Linked DNA regions of Callithrix jacchus: region 2 is linked to region 1. The links are chromatin contacts, called in public Hi-C maps. All regions are on one chromosome and are shown on one strand. The core of a region is the stretch at or near the end of the contact, and the rest is flanking DNA. Distances in the headings are between cores, read along the strand shown.

The links. Hi-C and Micro-C count contacts between places; a contact is called where the count stands out from the background.
Region 2: a Hi-C map of skeletal muscle shows a contact between it and region 1, with 16 times the contacts expected there. The contact joins the promoter of LSM11 here to the enhancer-like site in region 1. A contact is called at or near these places in 3 of 3 Hi-C or Micro-C datasets (induced pluripotent stem cells and skeletal muscle).

Annotation. Positions count from the first base shown.
Region 1 is chr2:20,135,689-20,139,466 of calJac240_pri, reverse strand. The region is part of intron 23 of CYFIP2 (cytoplasmic FMR1 interacting protein 2); the gene reads right to left. LOC118150063 (a long non-coding RNA gene) reads left to right here. Exons shown (of 4, transcript XR_004737823.3): 4 at 2,335-2,443. Among named protein-coding and RNA genes, the nearest start is that of FNDC9, 23 kb to the right of the region's middle. Within about 2 kb of position 2,061, at least 2 of the 16 cell types and tissues checked have an H3K27ac peak or open chromatin away from gene starts, as enhancers often do.
Region 2 is chr2:20,514,989-20,518,907 of calJac240_pri, reverse strand. LSM11 (LSM11, U7 small nuclear RNA associated) reads right to left here and starts at 2,604. Exons shown (of 4, transcript XM_035283508.3): 1 at 2,142-2,604. The coding sequence starts at 2,589.

The DNA of each region.
Region 1 (3,778 bases), core at 812-3,311:
GGTGTAGTGGCACATGCTTGTGATCCCAGCTATGTGGGAGGCTGAGGCATAAGAATCGCTTGCACCCAGGAGGTAGAGGCTACAGAGAGCCAAGATAGCACCACTGCACTCCAGCTTGGGCAACAGAGTGAAACTGTCTCAAAAACCTCTAAAATCATCTTGCCCACCCCTAGAGGGCTTGGAGGGCTAACCTATGCTGACAACCAGGGGTGGGTGGTGAACAGTGCCATCAGGGATGGGATATGCCCTGGAGTCTCACACTCTGCCTGGCCCATGGGGACTCTTGGGCTTGTTTGTGGAACCAGTGATTCTTAACTTTCAGACCATTTTCCCCCCCAAGTCCTGATATATTGATGATGCTAGCAGGTTTGCTTTTCAGATTAGGCCATTTCTGAAAAGATGTAAATGGAGTTAAAAATCATAAAGTCACATAAAGAAAGTGTATTATTGGGAATCAAGGTGTCTCCATTCCACAAAGTGTGGATCGTTTTCAACCAAAAATATAGTCTGTATCTGGGCTGGAAGAAATACTCATACAGAAAGGTCAAACGCATTACTTGTGGGTGCCTGGGCAAAAGGACAGGACATGCTTCTTGGGCAGCTGGAGGAGTCTGTTCTCAGAGTGATGGGCAAAAATCATCCTGGACCAAGCACAGGTGGGCGTATGGAGTGATGGTCTGAGAGGGGCAGTCAAGAAGGGTCTTTCACTTATTTACTTTCCATGCATTTGAATTGTGTACATTTGCTATGTATGGGAGTCTTTCCTTTAAGGGAAACAAAGTAATAAATGTTTACTGCAATAAATCTAAATAATTTAAAGCCTAAAAAAGCGAGAGACACTTCTCCCTTGCCCCTGTCACCATCACACCCCATAGAGGCAATCACTCATCTCAGCTTGGTGAGTGTTGCTTTTATTTATGACTAATAATTTTTTATGAGAAAATATGCTAGAACATCTGGAACAATATTTTTAGAATGTGAACAGAGGTCGGCTGGGTGTAGTGGCTCATGTCTGTAATCCTAGCACTTTGGGAGGCCGAGACAGGCAATCACTTGAGGTCAGGAGTTCAAGACCAGCCTGGCCAACATGGTGAAACCTTATCTCCACTAAAAATATAAAAATTAGTTGGGTGTGTTGGTATGTGCCTGTAATCCCAGCTACTTGGGAGGCTGAGGCAGGAGAATTGCTTGAACCCGGGAGGTGGAGGTTGCAGTGAGCTGAGATCACGCCACTGCACTCTAGCCTGGGCAACAGAGTGAGACTGTCTCAAAAAAAAAAAAAAAGTGAACAGAGGTCATCTTAGTGTGACAATGTGGTTTTTGTTTTCTTTCTGCTTCTCTGAGTTTTCTATCAATAAGTTTATTTCAATTGTGTAATAACAATTAGAGGAAAGACATTAAAAGGCAGAAGTAGCAGACAGGTCAGATGTGGCGATGGAACTATTGAAAAGAACAAAAACAATCAGCAAAGCCCAGCTGGGCGTCTCTCTGTACCTTAATACGCTAACTTCAAGGCTCTTTGGACTCCAAGGCACATCTGGTTTTCATCCCGACTCCTGCACTAGCTATAACGCTGGGAAAATCAGCTCCCTCTTGGGGTCTGAGTTTTCCTATCTACACAATTTGAGGTTCTACTACAACAGTGGTTTTCAAGAGGGGAAGCTTTTACCCTCCTGAGGAATATCAGGCAATATCTGGAGACAGAGACGTTTTTGGTTGTCACAATGAAGGGTGCTACTGGAAAATAATCCAAAATTGTTGTTCAACATTTTTGTTGCAAAGCACAGGGCAACCCCCTAAAAGAAAAGATTATGTGGTTCCAATTGTCAGTGGTGCTGAGGTTGAGAAACCGACCTTGGATGGTCTCGTTCCCCAATCTGACTGGCATTCAAATCTGTGAGTTTGGGTCTAGACTCTCCTCACCTCTGGTGAGGTCAGTAATGCTCCCAAATGACTGACAGGAGTGTTCCTGTGGTCCCCTCCAATGAAACAGGGAGAGAAGAAATAGAGACGAAGGCAGAGAACACAGTCAAGTCCAGCAGGCCTTGCAGCAAAAGGCAGACGGAATGGCTATGTTCTTCCCAGGGACTCAGGCCCTCCCTCCCTCAGACGTACCAATAGGGCCCTCTCCTGGTGTATGTTGGCATAACAATGGCCCAAAGTCAAGAAAACCACACAAAATTTGAACAAAAACTTAGTGATTGCTATTTCCCTAATGACCACTTTCTGATTTCCCAGGGAAGGAAATACTAGAGAAAACACTAGATAATAACAGAATTTCCTTTGAAAACCTGATACATGTGAAAATACTTAACAAATGCCAATCTGTTTCAGATTAGATCCAACAAATATTAAGAGGCCGCGATGACCAGACCATTTATGGACAGCAGATAAACGACGGACATAAGACTACCGCCACAGATTGCGGAAGGAGGCCTTTTCAGTAAGTGGTGCCGGGACAATCTGGGAATAAAAGATTTGATTTGTACCTCCCATTAAACATCAATTCTAGGTGAATAATGTGGACTTAAAGGTCTGTTTAGTCTTGAACGACTGACCTCTAAAACTTTCAGGAGATAGCATAGCTTCATGCGTTAGAGTAGGGAAGGTTTTCTAAATGATTCATAAGAGTACCAACCATAAGGGAAAGAAAACCACACTAAGCCTCAAGAACTTCCATTCACCAAAAGACGAGCCAGAGTAAGGTATGTGGAATACATGTATCCATAATATATAATGCCCACACCCATAAGGTAATTTAAAAAGGCAAGAATGTTCAACAGCACTTCACAAAAGATGGTGTCCAAATGGCTAGTAACGTGAAAAAGGAGAATCGGCATCATTAGGGAAATCAAAATCATAATGAAATATGACACACACCCTCAGAATGGCTATGATGAAAAAGAGGGACAAATTCAATTGTTCATGAGGCTGCAAAGAAATTATAACTTTCATATACCGCTGAATGGGAGTATAAGTTGGTACACACAATTTGTAAAACTGCTTGGCAGTATCTACTGAAGCCAACCTAATAGGTATTTCCCTAATAAAAAGAGTATATATACACCAGAACACATGTACAAAAATATTCATGCCATCCTTATTCATAATAGTACCAAACTATAAACAACCCAAATGTCTAACCACAGTAAAATGGATGATTCAATTAGTCTATTCATGCAATGAGAATACTAGAGTAATTGACTCAGTAATAAAAAATGAATCATCCACAACATGGATGAATCGCAAATATAATAAAATCAGAGGTCAGAAGGGAAAGGGAAAACATATCAGATAACTCTATATGAAGTTCAAGGACAAGCAACACTACCTCTGGAAACAGAACTCAGAACCATGGTTCCTTGTGAAACACTGAAGAGGCCATGGAAGAACCACCTATGATACTGTAAATGTTCTGCATCTCGCGAGACCTGGGTGTGGGCTACATGCCCACATGCCTTCATCAAGCTGTACACTTAGGATTTATGCATTTGGCTGTAATATGTTAATTAAACCACCAGAACACCTAAAAACCCCAAAACCAGAAAAATGCCACAGGTACATGGGTTTATGTACTAATGTTGCACACTGAATTTTGAGAAATATAAGCACCTAACAATGAGGGAAATATACCTTTGTCCAAGTGATCAACTGTTCAATTTATATCCCTCTACCTATCAATGATAATCTCTGTTAAAAAAAAAAATGGCAAACCACAGAGAAGGTATTATGGAACCTATAACCAGAAAGACCTCTGAAACTCTATTAGAACAGTGTG
Region 2 (3,919 bases), core at 1,355-3,854, 380 kb before region 1:
TAAGACCTAACAAACCTTCTGTTTGCTATTACAGCCTGATGCAACTTACATTTTATGTAAATATTTTGCAAAGGATTATGCATTCTTAAATGCATAGGCATTTTTTCCAGAAAGCATTTGTATATGTCCACAATAGTATTATCTTACTAGTATCTATATTTTGATATTCCTGAGGAACTGTATTCGGTCAGGGTTTAGAGTAGGCATATTATATTTTAATTAAAACTGTGGCATACATATAAAACATACTTAATTTTTTTTTCCTATCAACATTTGTTTTTGGATCAGGAGGTAAATGAAAGGTTTATTACATGTGTAAATCGTGTGTCACTGGTGTTTGGTGCACAAATTATTTTATCACGAAGGTAGTGAGCATAGTACCCAATATCGTTTTCTGATTCTCACCCTCCTCTCACCCTTTACCCTCAAGTAGGAATTCCTTCTTGAATAAATCCAATCCTCACCCATGTTTCTGTTATTTTCTTGCTTTCTGAAGGTCATCAACTCTGTGTGACATCATCACTTTTCTCTCATGTACACCCAACTGTCTACAGTGCCATGGTGAATTTCAGTATGTAGGGCACATTCTCTGAGATCTTGATTCCAGGGGTATATTTAATCATAAGAAGTTGGCAAAGCTGGTCTTCACACACTGTCATACCATCACAGTAAAGTGCTCTAGAGGGAAAGCTAAAACCACCCACCACATAGGAATACACAGAAATATTCCTTTCCCTTGACAATCGTGGTAGCAAAGCAATAACTGGTAAAACAGAAATAAATGTTGCAATGAGCCTAGGAGTGCATTTCAACTACCTAATGGCAGCACACTGCATAGGCAAATTAAGATCCCCAAACTGGGCTCATTTTGGGAATACGCATATTGTCTTTGTGTTACAGTCGGGCAAGCAAGCCAGGGTAAATCCTAGCTTGGGCAGGGATGCTATGGCATGGTAAGACATCCAATAAAGGCACACGTAGCAGCACACAGGGTTTCAGGATGTTTCTCTCTTAATAAACGAATTTCTAAGAATGAAACAAACAGTCCCTTGCTTAGCACACCTCTCCATCTGAAAGACAGCGATTTAATAATGTAACAATTTAATTATCAGGATATAGATGCTTTGAATGGCTAAGTAGGTCATTGTGTTCACAGGGCAGATGTCAGAACTGCTTGCCAGATGACAAAAGATATAACCCCAGGCTGTTTTTATTCCATTTATACAAGACCTAACTCACACATTAGAGCCTCTGCTGTTTACAGCTTTACTCTAAGGGTCTATTAAGAGGCTCCAAGAAATTCCCTTGTTCTATTTACACCTTTAGACTTAAAATAACCTGCGCATATGGTAATATGACCCTGACAGACACAGTCCTGCACCCATCCAGGCAGAATGGCTGTAAAACTGTCTGTGTTTTAGTGGTATTTTGTGCCTGCTACATTTCAGCACTTGTGACTTAATAATGTGAACATACATGTATCAAGATCCTGCAGCCCTTCTGCTTATTGCACTCGAGAAGGAGCTGTCACTAACGTACAGGCGTTATGGGATTATGCGCCTGTGCTATCTGAACAGATTTCCCCACAGCCCATCCGATCATCCTCAAATCCCATTGACCAAATACTCTCCTTCCCCTAATATTGGCTGTGCTCTCCCCAACGTCTCCCGTATTCCACCCCACCTTATCTCTCACTGTGGTCTCTAAGACGTCTCATCACCTCTGTTGACGTCCCTCTGATGTCCCCAAACTCTGTAGCCGATTCCAGGCCCCCGCCACCTCTCCAGGTCCTCCATCAATCCTGCAGACCCTCTCCAGAGGGTCATCACCTCTGTAACCCTTCCATGGGTCCCGATTACCTCTGCAGACCTTTCCCACGTCTTATCACCACTACAGCCTTACCACTCTCCCTCTGTTGCTCCAACAGCCCCTTCCTTACTCAAGGCGACCTCCCCACGCCCTCATAACCCACATTACTCAAGTAGATCCTCCTCACACTCGCTGATTCCTGCAAATCTTCACCAAGGCGCTCCCCAATACATGCAGACCCGCGCCCAGGCCACCGCCGCCCCGCAGACGCCCCTCGGCCGCCAGCTTCCGGACGGCGGCGGCCCCGCTTCCCGCCCGGCCCGCGGACTCACAGGGCATTCGCGTGAGCACGTTGCGCGGCGCCTTCCTGCTCCTACCCGGACCCCTCCGGCCCGCTCCGGCGGCCCCGTCCCCTTCCTCTTTGGTCACCATGAGACGGCGGAGGCGCTGGATGCGCTCGGGGTCCGGGGCGGGCGCGTCCGGACGGCGGCGAGTCCTGCCCGAGGGCCCGGGAGCGGCGGGAACCCCCGAGCCCGCGGCCGCGCCCCGAGCCCGCCCGCGCCCGCGCCCGCCGCCCCGGACCCCGGTCCTGAGGAAGCTCTCGTATTCGGCCACGTTGTTGAAGCAGGGGGCGTTGGGGTAGGGTATGGGAGGCAGGCGGGGAGCGTACAGAGCCAGCAGCGGGTCGAAGCTGTCAGAGCTGACATCCAGCCGCGGACTGGGCGGGCGCACGGGGCTCCCAGCGCGAGCCGACCTCGCCCCCCGCTCCCGCTCCTCCATGTTTGAAAGGCCCGCAAGCCGAGGCCGATGGGAAGAAGGAGCGGAGCCGCCAGAGGGCGGCACTGCGCAGCCGCGGCGCGCGGTCGCACTGCGCCGACGCGGCCGCAGGAGGGCAGCACCTGTCCACGTTCCTCCCGGGCCAAGGGGGCGTGGTGCGCGGATCCGACCAGCCCGCGTCTCCACCGCCTCCGCCCACAGGTGACAGGTTAACGCTGTCGACCTGCTCCAACGGCAGCCTCTCGTCTGTGTCATTATCATTCGGGGTGTTTGTTAATACTCCGGATTCCCCAAGGGGTGAGCTCAGTCCTAGCTTGAGCTGGCAGGAAAGGCCTGCAGAAAGGCAATGAATGTCTCAATTTGCTTCCATGCTGAGTACGACTGATGGTGGGCGGGAAGGAATAGCCCACCTGGGCTCATATTTAGCGTCTTTCTCATCTGAAATACGATATAAATAGTACCTACCTTATAGAACTGACCTCAAGATGGAGAGATACTGCCTACATAGCACATAATAAATGCCTATCAACCAATACTGGGTAAGTGTCAGCCCTCCATTTCCTATATACCCTATGCATAAACAAATTTCCGCTAAGGCTGGAGCGACCTTAGTATCAACGAAAATGCATTATATCACTGACTTTCTAGGCATTGCTAAGCAATTGGAAGAAACAAGGATCCAGCTCTTGGAGGAAGCCATGGAAAATTCACAAGACCTGAGCATACCACTAGTTCCACGGTAGCCTTAATTCGGCAAAATATTTTTTGGTTGATTTTAAAATGATAGTTGCTTTGTGTATATTTTAGTTTCCTTAAAACTCAAAGAGGAAGTCCAAGAGAATACTGGAGAGTACCTTAGAGAGCAAGATGAAATTAATATACAACTGTGAAATATACCTTGGGATGAATGCATACTACAGCAAAGATAAAACCATCAAGCAGTGGCTTCTAATTAGTAGCAGTACAGGTTTCTTTATGGCACAGGTATTAAACCCAGCTTATCACTTTGTTCAAAACCCCCTGCCTGAATAAACAACTCAAAGCTTCAGAACTGGGGCAATTCAAATGAGTGCTTATCCCATTATGTGACAAAACTGAATGATAGCCTTTATAGTGTCACTTAAGACCTACAGAAAGCAGATTTCCCTTGTTGGTTTTCTTGAAAATTTGTGCTCTAATACCTAGTTGTCTGTATTTTGATATAAAATGCTGTCAACTTACCATTAAATTAAAATTGCTAATCAAGAGCTACACTGTCTTACTTCCCACCCAGCCTATCACAGTATACCGAGGGCCCTGCTGCCCAAGGTGCTATATATTGACAACCATACAC